Linked DNA regions of Canis lupus: region 1 is linked to region 2. Evidence: chromatin contacts called from public Hi-C data. All regions are on one chromosome and are shown on one strand. Each heading gives the region's core, a stretch centred on a gene start, on an enhancer-like site or on the middle of the called end of the contact. The rest is flanking DNA. Distances are from core to core; before and after follow the strand shown. Region 1 holds the start of PRCP (lysosomal Pro-X carboxypeptidase). Region 2 holds the start of PCF11 (pre-mRNA cleavage complex 2 protein Pcf11).

Region 1 (6,722 bases), core at 758-3,257, 190 kb before region 2:
AAAGCCATCAAGTCTACTTTAAACTTCTAAACTCAAGCTTCAGAACTGCAGAGATGCTAATCCCCACCCTCAAATCTTGACTTTCTTCTACAACTTTCTTTACAACCGTGGGCTACACGTTATGTTCAGTCTTATGGAGAACAGGAATGGTTAAAAACCCTTAATCAGAGGGCGACAAAATCAACTTTGAGCTGAGCAAGAGATGACAGGCTGGTGTTTTGGGTTGAATACTACATATTACCTAATAGGATACTGGAAATGTGTATTTAAAGGCTGCTTTTGGACAAACGATGACTGTCACGACGGAGTAGGAGTCACAGGTGGCATCAAACAATTTTAATTTGACGGGAGGTGAGGAGAATTTGAATTAGAGCATCATCTTCTGGGAGCAGAAGCTGAAGTGACTGTCACAGCCAATTTTAGAAGAGAGTGTGGAAACCAGGATTGATATTAAACTACTGGTTCACGGGAGAAGAGATTTTAAACAGAACTGAAACTTGGTGCCACTGTCTAGAAACTGTGAGCCAAAGATCGGACAAGTCCTAGGCATTAGGGGTCTGAAATTCTGGGTGAGCTCCAGTGCCTAGGCTCGGGTCCATTAGGCAGGGACTGCGCAGCCCGAGCGCTCCCCGACGCCCGCCCCGCCCCGCCCCGCCCCGCCCCGCCCCGCCTTACCTTCTGTAGGATGTAGTGAACCGAGTACTTCGCGCCAGTAAAATGGCGGGAGGTGAAACTGGTTGACCAGCGCAGGCTGCTGAGGGCCTTCACGGCCGGCGGTACAGGGATGGCGACCCCAGGCGTCAGGAGAGCCAGGAGCAGGAGCAGGACGGCGGGGCGCCCCATGGCTACGGCTCCGGCTGGCGGCTGCAGTGCGGGTGGGAGCGAGACCGGCAGAGACGCGGAGCTAGAGCCGAGCCCAGCCCGCAGCTCCGCCCACCGCACAGAGGCTCCTCCCCGGAGCAACGCCGCCCAAGCCTGGGCGCCCACGCCGCCCCGCCCCGCCCCGGTCCCCGGCGGCGCCGCAGCCTTTCACGTTCCTCTGGCGCAGTCCCCTCTTCCGAGTCCACCTTCATCGCGGCCCCAGTCCAAGTCCACCCCTTTCCCACCGGACCGCCGGAATCCCATCCTGGGGACAGAGCGCTCTCCAAGCCCAGCACCTCCTTTCCTGCCCTGCCCGGTCGGCCTCAGTTCCATTGCCACCCCCCTTGCCCTCCGCAAACCCCATATAATAACAATAATAATAAGAGCTGCCATGACAATTCCTTGAGCGTTCTCTACGTGTCCCTATATCGCTAGGCATAATGGCACACACGCCTCTAACTCCAGCATCACAGCAATCCGTGTGTCGCGTGATGGCTACTCCCACTGACAGCTGAGGAAACCGAGGTCCCGAGGGGTGGAGGGCATTGCACTGGGTTACTCAGGAGGCAGGGGAGCGCGGCTTCGCAGCCCGCTCGGTCCGGCCCTCGCATCCCACCTCCATGATGTCAGCCAACCACCTCTTGCGGTAGTCCGCTCACCCATCACCCCGAACCTCCGCGCTGCCCACACAAGCCATCCCTTAGCTGGAGTCTCCGGGGCCCGGAGCCCCCCCGAGTCCCGCTAGGTCCGGGTCCCTTCGTCCAGGATACGCCCCGGTCCCCTGCCCCGGGCGGGTAGCCCGCTTCAGACCCCGCTTCCATCCCCCTCTTGCTCTTCTCCGCGCCACCAAGCTCCCCTGCCCAGCTCCCACTCCTCCTTCCAGGCGCCCTGCCGAACCCCGATCTGAGGGGCGCTACCACCCCTTCCTGGGACCCCCACGCTGCCCCCAAAACCAACTTTATAGACTGTGCCACTGCGGCACCAGTCGGGGAAAAACATCCCCCAAACCCTGTCTCTACCCACAGTTTGACGAAAATGGTCGTTCCCAGAAACTCACAGAACGCCGCGTTCAATCTCCACCCTCGGCGGCGCCTTCTTCTGATTGGCTGTGAGCAGCCACTGCCCAAACGTCACTTCCGGCGGAAAAGGACGCGGGAGTTTTGATTGGAAACTTGATTCGTCGCCGGGTCCCAGCGGTCGGCACCGCGGAGCGTCGCCCGGACGAGTCTCGGTCGTGTGCCTCAGGTGAGGAGCTGTGGAGCGCAAAGGGCGAGACTCCTAACGTGGCCCTGAGTGTCGTCGTGGGTGAGACTTAGAGCGTTCCCTGTTGTTTTCTCAGGAGTTAGTCTTTCTCTGTAGAAGGGTGGCCATGAGAGTGAACAGGAAAAAGGGTCTGTCTGTCATTTAGAATTAGGCCGTGCTGTTGATACAGTTCAGCGAGCGTTTCCTCCACATTTGCCTAGCCAGCGAGCTAGATGAGGGTGAGCCTCTGGAACCGATAAAACAAAGGAAAAGTACCATCCGGGTTTTGAGGTGCTCGGAGATGCGGCTTTAGCAGGCTTTGCTGAGTAATTGAGTGCTGAAAAGGGGGCTTTTCCATATCGTTTTGTGACCTAGAGGGAAGAGTGTTTTGTCAGTGTGCTCAAATCGGAAACTTGAAATTGTTCTACATTCCTTACCTATCTTATACTCAGCCAGTCATTATATCTCGAATCCACACAGTCCTCCACTTGTGGGCCACTTGGAACACCGTGACTTCTCCATAGCTCCAGTCTCCAGCCTCCCAGCTGGCTCTTACTTCGTGTTACTTTCCAATCCAGTCTCCACATTGCCAGGCTATCTGGTAAGTCGCAGATCTGGCCAGAGCACTCCCGGTTTAAAATCTTTACTTGCCTCCTATTTGCCCTCAAGGTAAGCCTAACCTTCTTCACATATTTTACAGGGCCCTTCTTGCTAGCCTTTGCCTGCCTCTCCATATTTGTTTTGTACTGCTCCAGCCCTATGAAAAGTCTTTGAGTTCCTCAAATCCACCGTCTCACCTCACCTCCAGATCGCTTCTAACCTGGCTAATTCATACTCATTCCTTAAGTTTCAGTTTTATTGTCTTTTAACTCAGGAAGCCTTTCTGCACCCTGCAAAACTGGGTCACAAAGTACCTAGTAGTTAGTGATAGCAGATAGTTTGGATATTGTTTTTGACTTATTTATTTGAGAGAACGCACAAGGAGAGGGAGAAGCAGGCTCCTCGCTGAGCAAGGAGTGTAATGGGGGCTCCATCCCAGCACTCCAGATCATGACCCAAGTGGAAGGCATACACTTAACTGACTGAGCCACCAAGGCACCACTATCCTGCAGATAGTTTTTTTTTTTTTTTTTTTTTAAGATTTTATTTATTTATTCATGAGAGACACAGAGAGGCAGAGACACAGGCAGAGGGAGAAGCAAGACCCATGCAGGGAGCCCGACGCGGGACTTGATCCCGGATCTCCAGGATCATGCCATGGGCTGAAGGCGGCGCTGAACCACTGGGCCACCCAGGCAGCCCTATCCTGAAGATAGTTGTAAGTGCCTCCCTTTGCCAAGAATTACTAGGTACTGGGATTACAATAGTGAACAAGTTAGATTCCTCACCAAGTGGAACTTAACTCTTATAGGTGGAGTTAAGAATAGAAGGGGAAACTGAGTTAGGCTCGTTTCAGGTGGCCTCTCTCAAGTCTTGAAAAACAAAATTTGACCAAGTAAATTTGAAGATCAAGTTAGCTTTTTTAAATGATTCAGACAACATCTTACCTAGCAAATAAAAGAGAGCTCCAAAGAGTCATACAAAATAGGTTTTTATAGGAAAGAAAGTAGGGCAAGGAAGTTATTAGCAAAAGAAAAGGATTGTTCTGGGCAAGGTCAGTCTTCCTCTGGGGGAAGGGCAAGGAGTCTTATGCAGATTGCCTTTCTGAGATGGAGAGAGCTCTTGTTGGCACTGATCCAGAAAATTCCTTATTGACCAGTTAAGACTATATTTCTGGGGGAAGTTGAAACTGCAGTTAGCTGAGGTAGTTAGCCCCAGTTTGGGGACTCTGCAAATGACTTCATTTGGGGCCTGTGGCTTTTTTTCTAACACAAGAGTTGACTCTTAAAGCAAGGCCTAAAAGATGAGAATGATCCAGCCATGCAATAAAGAAAAGGAAGAACATTCCAGAATGAATAGATTGTACAAAGGCCCTAAGCCAGGGAAGAAGTTGTCATCTGAGTGCTCAAAAACCTAAGGAAAGATCTGTGCTGCTGGAAGGTATTCAGAAAGGATAGGTGATGAAATGAGCCTTGAGAGATGGGCAGGGACCAGATCTTGCAGTTAGGAAGCTAATGCGGCAGCAGAAGCAACAGGTGATGATGTTTGGATTACGTAGTAGCAGAACATATGTGGGAAAAGTGGACAGTGGTTCTTAGATTTGGAAATAGAAGGACATACAGATGAGTATAATTTGAGACTTGAGGGAAAAAGAAATGAAAGATGATTCCTAAGTATCTGACCTGACTTAACTGGTTGAAGAATAGTGCTATTTGCTGACATGGAGAAAATTTCAAGAAAAGAATGTGCTGTCTGTTCGATTGAATGGGGGCCCCAAATGTGGGGCAGTGATTGAGTGAAAACCAGTGGCGTGGGCGGTGAAAGGATTCACCCAAGGCAGCACAAAGGAGATAGTTTATTGAATACACCACAAGGGAGTGGTGGGCAGGACAGCAAAGGTGAGACTGTCTGACAGGAGAGCATGAGTAGGGCTGTATTTAAAGGGGAAGATAAAGAGGTATGGCAACGTAGGGAATTTTCCCTTTTTTGGTAACTGTGCCTGCTGTAAGTAGCCCATTGATCTGTTTAGGGCCTATGGATATTTTGAGGTAGGTCTCCTGTCTGTATTCAGGCAGGTGGTCACCGTAGGCCCTTTTGCCTTGCTCTTCATTACGTTGCTCAAGCCTGTTGTCTAAAAGCAGCCTCTACAAAGAAGTTTGAAAGGAAACTAAGAATTCAGGTTTTTTACCTATTAAAACTTGAGGTGTCTATGGAACATCAAAATAATGGCTGTCTATAACTGTCTCCTCCATGTGGAAGTCTGGAGCTTGCAGATATTGTATGTACCTTAATGTCACTTCCTTAGTAGTTACACATTGTCTTAGCCAACAGTTTATAAATTTCTTGAACACAAGAGCCTGTATTTTCTATCTAATTTTGTCACCCTCCCTATCCCTTCATCTATCATAAACTCAATGGACAAACTGTGTTGTATTCACCAAGAGTTTCCTGGGTGGTGTCTTGGGGGTTTTTTATTGTTAAGGATTTTTTTTTTTTTTTTTTTTTTTAATTCAAGTAGGCTCCACACCCAACATGGGGCTTGAACTCATGAGATGAAGAGTCGCATGCTCCGGATGCCCTGCCTTCAGCTCAGGGCCTTATCCTGGAGTCCCTGCATGGAGCCTGCTTCTCTCTCTGCCTCTCTCCTTCTGTGTCTGTCATTAATAAATGGATAAAATCTTAAAAAAAAAAAAAAAAAAAGTCACATGCTCTAAGCTAGCCAGCTACCTGTCTTGGGTGGTATTTTAAAAGTATTTTTCACCAATATTTCTCCAAATAAAAGAGGTTTCGTTTTTTTGTTTAATTTTCTGTCTCCTGCTTTCTCATCTCTTTCTAGAATTTTCACGTTATGTCAGTAAATCATTTCTCAAGGATTTGTTATGACTACTTTTAGAAAACTTAGACAAAGTATGCACCCTTGGGGGTAAACCATTAAGTAAACAGCTCAAAATATAATACAGCCTGTACAATATAAAACAGGAAATCTGAGAGTAGCAAGGTGACAGATTTTCTTGCATAGCAAGAACAGTTTTGGGAGGCTGCCCTAAGATTGGCCACTCTGACATGAAGATTGTTTTGAGTTAAAAGCAATCAAAACCCAGCAGATTCAGGGAAAGCTTTTCTGCAGCCCCACGCCCTGCCCACCAACTGCCTAAAAAAACATTTAGATAGAAGACCTCATGCAAGAAGAGAGCTATCATCACAGATAACTATATTATGATAAATAGTAAAGTAAGGTAGACAGGAGAAACCTAGCAAGGCCTTATGATCAAAATCCCCTCTTATTCCCATTGTTTTTGAATGGCCCCCACAAACATTTGTTTACCAAACATTTACTCTTTTTTATTTTTTCTGAGGATTGTATGCCTTCCTTTGGAAGTCCTGGACCCCTACCCACTTCTATTTAGTTTGGGATGACATATATATACCTTATTTTGTCTGAGTGTCTTTGGAATTTTCAAGTCTGCAGATTCCCTGTATGTATGCATACTATTAAATTTGATTTTCTTGTTAATCTGTCTCCTGTCAATTTGATTCTTGGTCCAGGGACAGAAATTTGTGTCCCCCAACAATGTTAAACATTTAAATTTTTCTGGATGATCTAACATTTAATAAGAATTATTCTAGATTTTCTAGTCTAGCCCAAAGGAGAAAATAATTACGTCAGTGTGTGTGCATATAATAGGGGCATGTTTTTTTCATATTAAGGTGCCAACTAGGAAATTGGTAGTGAAGAAGGTAAGCCGAAACGACCCCAGATAGTAGACCAAAGATTTACAAAGTAATCTAAAAGACTGTAATGCTCTCAGACTTTATAGTTTAACTATAACCACATTAATCACAAATGTTGGTCACCATCAGACAGCCTAACTGGCTAGGCCAGTGATTTTCAAGTATTGCCAACATAAACATTATCTGGGAACTTGTGAGACATGCAAATTCTCTGGCCCTCGTCCCAAATTTACTGAATCAGAACTCAGGTTAGGACCCAGAAGTCCATTTTATCAGACCCTCCAGGT
Region 2 (6,202 bases), core at 2,140-4,639:
AGTATATGGAGAGTTAAAGTTATATGTAGATTTTCCTCCATGTAGATAGTGGGTGCCCCAACCCCCGTGCCATTCACAGGTCAATTGTGTGTGTGCGTATGTCCATATATATGTACAAATAAATGTAAATATTATTCATGCATATTATTTATACACACTGGATTCACATATTAAAAGGGGAAATTCCACCTGCTGGCAGTGTCAGTTAATTATTTACATTAGAAGGGTACCTGATTGCCTAGAACAGAGGTTGTTTGGGGAGGAATTAACTCCTCTTGTAAACACTCTGTGAGCCAAGGGAGGAGTATAGTTATTTTCCTCAAAAAAATGGAAAGGCTTTCTGTTTTGTGGAAACACAATAATTAGTAGGCTTGATTTTTTTTTTTATAAATTTTTATTTAGGGATCCCTGGGTGGCGCAGCGGTTTGGCGCCTGCCTTTGGCCCGGGGCGCGATCCTGGAGACCCGGGATCGAATCCCACGTCGGGCTCCCTGCGTGGAGCCTGCTTCTCCCTCTGCCTGTGTCTCTGCCTCTCTGTCTCTCTCTGTGTGACTATCATGAATAAATAAATAAAATCTTTAAAAAAAAAATAAATTTTTATTTATTTATGATAGTCACAGAGAGACACAGGCAGAGGGAGAAGCAGGCTCCATGCACCGGGAGCCCGACGTGGGATTCGATCCCGGGTCTCCAGGATCGTGCCCTGGGCCAAAGGCAGGCGCCAAACCGCTGCGCCACCCAGGGATCCAGTGGGCTTGATTTTTGAAATAGCTCTGGAATACCCACCGTTTCCTGTCAGATGCAGTACTTTTTCATATTATTCCATAAGATTATAAACTTCATTAAGGTCAAGCCAAGGGCCTACCATGTTCACCATTGCACCTAGCCTAGAGAGGGCAGATAACTGGGCTTCAGGTTGGTGCAAAGAGTGCATTAATTGCATATTCTGATAAAAGAATTGGCACTGAAACTATCATGGGAGAAGTTTGTATTCATTCATTCGTATATTTAAAAATACTGATTATCTAATTTGTGGTCTGTCCTGAGGATAGGAAAAAAAAAATCTTAGGGCATCTGACTGGCTCAGTTGGTGGAGCATGCAACTCTTGAACTCTGGTTGTGTCTTCAAGCCCCCACACTGGGCATAGAGCTTACTTAAAAATAAAATAAACAGAAAAGATTCTTCTTGCAGTTTAGCACATGATTTGAAAAAGATTGCTACAGCACTTGAGTTTTCCACATTTTTTGAGGGTATACAGATCTGATTTAAATGTCAAGCATATATTATTCTGTGCACTGTGTGAGGGATACAATAGAAGCCAAATTAGAACTTTGAAAACTTATTTTATCTTTTTAAGGATCTTTTAAAGTTGGGGTACTTGGGTGGCTCAGTTAGTTAAGCTTCCAACTCTTGGTTTCTGCTCAGGTCCTGATCTCATGGGTTATGAGCTCCAACCCCAAGCTGGGCTCAGAGCTCAGTGGTAGTCTGCTTGGATATTGTCCTTCTGCCCCTTCCCACAGTTGTGTGCATGAGAGAGGGAGAGTGCAGGCTCACACAACCAGAAGGAAGAGCAGAGGGAGAAGGAAAGAGCGAGAAGAAGCAGACTCCCTGCTGAGTGCAGAGCTAGAGGAAGGGCTAGATCTAGGGACCTTGAGATCAAGACCTGAGCTGAAGAGTTGGGGTGCTTGAGGGGCTGAGCCACCCAGGCACCCCTAAAAACCTTTTTTAAAGTGTACTTCGCTGCTAACAGATTATAAAAAGATAACGAAGGGCAGATAGATAGCTTTTATAACTCAAAGTTTAGTAACTAAATTCACCTTTAAAATTACAAGGAAAACGACTGGAGGATTATTTTACCCCCACATTTTCCTCCAGAAAACAGGAAGTTTGAAAGTTCCTTTATTTTAGCTGTGTTTGTTATATCTAAATACCGCCACGAATGCTCAGTTAGGGGGCTGACTCTTGACCTCAGCTCAGATCTTGATTATCAGGGTGTCAAGTTCAGGCCCCTAGGCTCCACGCTGGGCTAGAGCCTACTTAAATAAACACCACCCGGAGCAAATGTATGAAATTACTGAAATCAAGAAAATCTATTTAACAATATTTCTTAGCTTCTAATGAGAAGAGATAAGCTGTCTCCCCCAGGCTTTACTTCTCATTCATAGGAGATACCACGTCGGAACACGGCACCAGGTCAAACAGCCTTGTACATTTTAAGTGTGTGCAGTTTACAGTGTATCATACCATAAGCTGCTTTAAAAAGCCAAACAAAAATAAGACATGAAAATATTACTTTATATGGGACAAATAAGGGATTTGATTTATTTCTTAGGAGCAGTTTCTACTGGGGATCAAAGTATCTGTGCAGGGCCTAGCTGTCAAAGGAGGGCGGTTTTGAAGCAAATTTTATGTAATTAATACCTATTTTTTTTAGACTCCTTTCAGGTTACCATCTATTCAATGAAAACAAAACAACCCAAAGTACCCTTTTAGTTTATCGTGCCGGGATGACAGTTCCGCTGCGCGGCAGAGCTATCTAGTGCTTTCGCCTCGAGAGCATCATTCTCAACCTCCACATAGGACTTCAGAAGTCTGGGAAAGACTCTTGCAAGTAAAATGTGCTTTTTTTTTTCTTGCGTGCCCCAAATCGCGTATGCTAAGGCTGTTTCGAAGTGAAGACTGAGAAAGAGGGGCTCAGGCTTGGGGCTGGGCGTGGCTGTCGAGAGACACCCTTCCTACAGATCCCAGTCGGCTCCCCACGATCTCCCAGTCCCCAGGGAAAAGCCTTTCGCACGCAACCTCCGGAAAAAAAGCGTTTTCCTGGGGATTCGACTCGAGGAAGCCGGCCGAGGTGTTTTTGTCTGTAGCTCGGGAGGCACCGCGCGGGCGGCCGCTCTCCAGACTCCTCCCGAGGTTCCGGGCTAATTCGGCGTCTCGCTCCGGGCCCCGGTGCAGGGACGGACCCGCCCGCGCTCCCGGGAGCGCCTGAGCCGCGAGGCGAGGCGAGGCGAGGCGAGGCGAGGCGCGACGCGGGGCGGGCCCGGCCCGGCCGAAAGCCTCGGCTCGGCCTCCACCCCCCGCCGCCTCGGCCGCCGGGGCGGGCGGGAGGGAGGGCGATTGACGGAACCGCCCGGCGGCCGGGGCTGCAGAGGGAGGGACCAAGCGGGGAACGGCTGAGCTTTCCGCTTAAACTGGCTGGGTTGGGCCTCGGGCACAGCCTCCCCCAAGCCTATTGGCCTCCCCGAATGGGTTGTTATGGTAACAAATGACCGCACAGTCCCTTACGAACCGGCCAATGAGAGGGGCCGTCTTTTTTGCCGCACCTCGGAGCAGGAGGTGTTGCGAAAGCCCGGGCCGGGCCCGTAGCAGAAGGCGGGGCCAGGACGTCCTGCGGAAGGGCCGAAGGCGGGGCTTGTGACGTTGCGGGCCGGGCCAATCACGCCCGGCTGAATCAACGGCCCCGCCCTTTTACCGCACATTTCCCCTCCCCTTGCTCATTTCGCACGACGCAGCGGTTGGGAACACAGACATTTTCGGAGCTGGAGCCGCCACTGCCGCCGCCATTTTGTGTCTGTGGAGAAAGAAGCTTCTGTGGCGGCTGGAAGTGGACGGAGATCACCCCTGAGACGGCGGCGTTTCACACCCGAGGTTCCCCCCGTGTCGTCCCCCAACCCCCCTCCGCGGTCAGCATGTGGTGAAGCCGGAGCCGCGAGAGACCCGGGGAGAGGAAGAGGAGTCGGAAGGGAGGCGGGGTGTCGAGAGCGGCTTCAGCTTCAGCTGCGGCGGACCTCGGAGGGGGGCCGCGGCGCAATGTCAGAGCAGACGCCGGCCGAGGCCGGTACTGCGGGGGCCCGGGAGGACGCCTGTCGGGATTATCAATCATCACTCGAAGACCTGACCTTCAATAGCAAACCGCACATCAATATGCTGACCATTCTAGCCGAGGAGAACCTGCCCTTCGCCAAGGAGATCGTCTCTCTCATCGAGGCCCAAACCGCCAAGGTTTTTATACACCCCGCAGCCTCCTATTCTTCTAATACTCCCTGATTTTAGTGTCAGCCTCATCCCAGGTCTCGCTTCCATCCAAAGGGGGACAGTGTTCCTCCTCTCCAACCCTCCACCTCCAACTCAGGCTCGGTCTTTGGCCCAGGCTTCGAGCGTGGGCCTCTCTTGGGGGGGAGGGAGTGGGGAGGGCGAAGGGTGGAGTCCTACTTCCGCTTACCAACTCCCTATTTAGGCCACCGCATTGTATATCCCGACACACACGCTTTGAATAGACCCCTTCGGGGAGGGGGAGACTTAAAGGCAGTTTGTGGTGTGGGGAAGTAAGAGTTAAAACCATTTTAACCCCCGGGAAGGTGGGGAGTGGTGGTTCTCCCATTCCCCGCCCTCCCCTCCCCCCCCCGCACCCTTTTGGGTAATTGTGCTCTGTGGGTTGGAAGGAGGTGAAGGGGGACCTGGGAGCGAGCTGTTGGTGGGTGGGAATAGGGAATTGGCCCCGAGTGGAGCAGCCGCCTGTTAGGAGCCCAACATGGCGCCTGAAAAGCACATGATGCGAAAGGGAAGAGAGGAGAATCCATTCCCTGCCAGCCAGGCAGCTGCTCACACCCGTCAGCCCCGTTTTGGGGTGGGGGCGGCTAGCTATAACTTTTATTCTCCTATCGGAGGGTCTAATTTGCCCCCAAATACGGGAAATTGGGGGTGAGGGTGGGGTTTGGGTGGGGGGGAGGAGATCTTATCCAACCTGTAGGTGGAGAACTGGCCCAGTGGGTAACACGTACTTGTAGTTTTTTTTTGAAAAGTTCAGTCCCTCCTCCTCTTCCTTTTCTCTTTTTTTCCTCCCTTCCCTGATAGTGAAGACGTGCTTTTCTTCACCCCTTGACAGAAGTGGTCCTCTGCCACCCTTTATTTCCCTGTAGTCCTCCTCTTCTGTGGATTCATGTGGGAGCGATATGTCATTTAAGTTACTGTTAAACTTAGTTATCATAATGAGTTCTAATAGCTTCCCAGTATTACGTTTTTAAGTTATTTTTCAAGCTTGTACTTACGGTTTAGTTTTTTCTAGTTGTTAGTGATTGAAATTAACAGGATGAGCCTCCTTTTAGCAGAGTGAACCCCTTTTAAAAGGCCACTTTAACAACAACCACCAATATATTGTTTAGAGGCGGTTTCTGTCTAGTGTACAACTGAGTGGTCTGACTCTAATAAATGGTTTTGAAATGTGTGACTGGTATTATAAAATTTGTGAATAAAACATATAAAATATGTATTTGTCTTTTTTATTTACCTTTGTAAGGTGTAGAATCTGTTTCCAAGACTTATTTTTATCTACGTGGTTGTGTGTTTTAAACAAAAGTCTTTAAGTGACTTGGGTTCATTCTTTAGGTTCCATCCACTCTTTTGGGTAAATGTGTTCACAAGATACACGGTTTCAGGTGGTCCTTTCATACCTTAATTTAAAGAGGACAAAAAGTAAAGGTTTTTTTTGTTTTGTTTTGTTTTGTTTTTAAGGGCCCAACAACTTTGTCATGCTCAGTCTGACAGCTAAAATGCAAGTCTTCATTCACCTTTTCCTGTGAATGTGAAACAGCTATTGTTTTTTTTTAAAGTATGAGACTTAAGGAAGCATTTCTTGTACTCAACATCCTCTTTATTGATACCACAAACATGTTGGACGTGAAAAATTAGTTTTTGCCTTATTGAAGGCTTAACTTGACATTGAATGCCTTTTTTAAAAAACAAAACTGCACTTGGCGTTTTTTTAAAAAAACAAACAAACATTGATTTAAAAAATCTAATTACCTAGTATTTTTGGAATTACTAATACTCCACAGAGCCTAATATTTAGCAGTTCAGGTTGTCACTCAACAGTTTCCTTGCTGGTTTTTAATGGATCCAGAAGACCTTCGAGAAGTGAAAACTGACTATAGTGACCACATTAAAATTTGTATTTGTGTATGGCTACACAGAGTGGTGAAAATAGATGGACTATTTGCTGATAAAGCTGAATTTTTTTTTTTTTTTGGAACACGTTTCCTGGTTATTTTTGGAAAGCCAGGTTTTGAGGAAAAGATGTAAAAGTCACTGGGGAAATAATCAGGGTTGGGGTTGAGGGTGAGGGGAGGGATTTTCTGTCATTTGGTAGCAAACTGGCTTGGTTTTGTGTTTTCTGGAGGTGAATGTTTTGTGTCCTTATTCTCT

What was found. A called contact is a pair of places that touch in the nucleus more often than the background predicts.
Region 1: a contact with region 2 is called in a Hi-C map of blood, with 2.4 times the contacts expected there. The contact joins the promoter of PRCP here to the promoter of PCF11 in region 2. A contact is called at or near these places in 3 of 9 Hi-C or Micro-C datasets (amygdala and blood).

The regions. Positions count from the first base shown.
Region 1 is chr21:16,329,048-16,335,769 of UU_Cfam_GSD_1.0, reverse strand. PRCP (lysosomal Pro-X carboxypeptidase) reads right to left here and starts at 2,007. Exons shown (of 10, transcript XM_038568483.1): 1 at 1,919-2,007; 2 at 676-864. The coding sequence starts at 843. It overlaps DDIAS (DNA damage-induced apoptosis suppressor protein), which reads left to right and starts at 1,990. Exons shown (of 9, transcript XR_005375600.1): 1 at 1,990-2,106; 2 at 2,584-2,704.
Region 2 is chr21:16,139,226-16,145,427 of UU_Cfam_GSD_1.0, reverse strand. It overlaps PCF11 (pre-mRNA cleavage complex 2 protein Pcf11), which reads left to right and starts at 3,389. Exons shown (of 16, transcript XM_038568462.1): 1 at 3,389-4,003. The coding sequence starts at 3,812.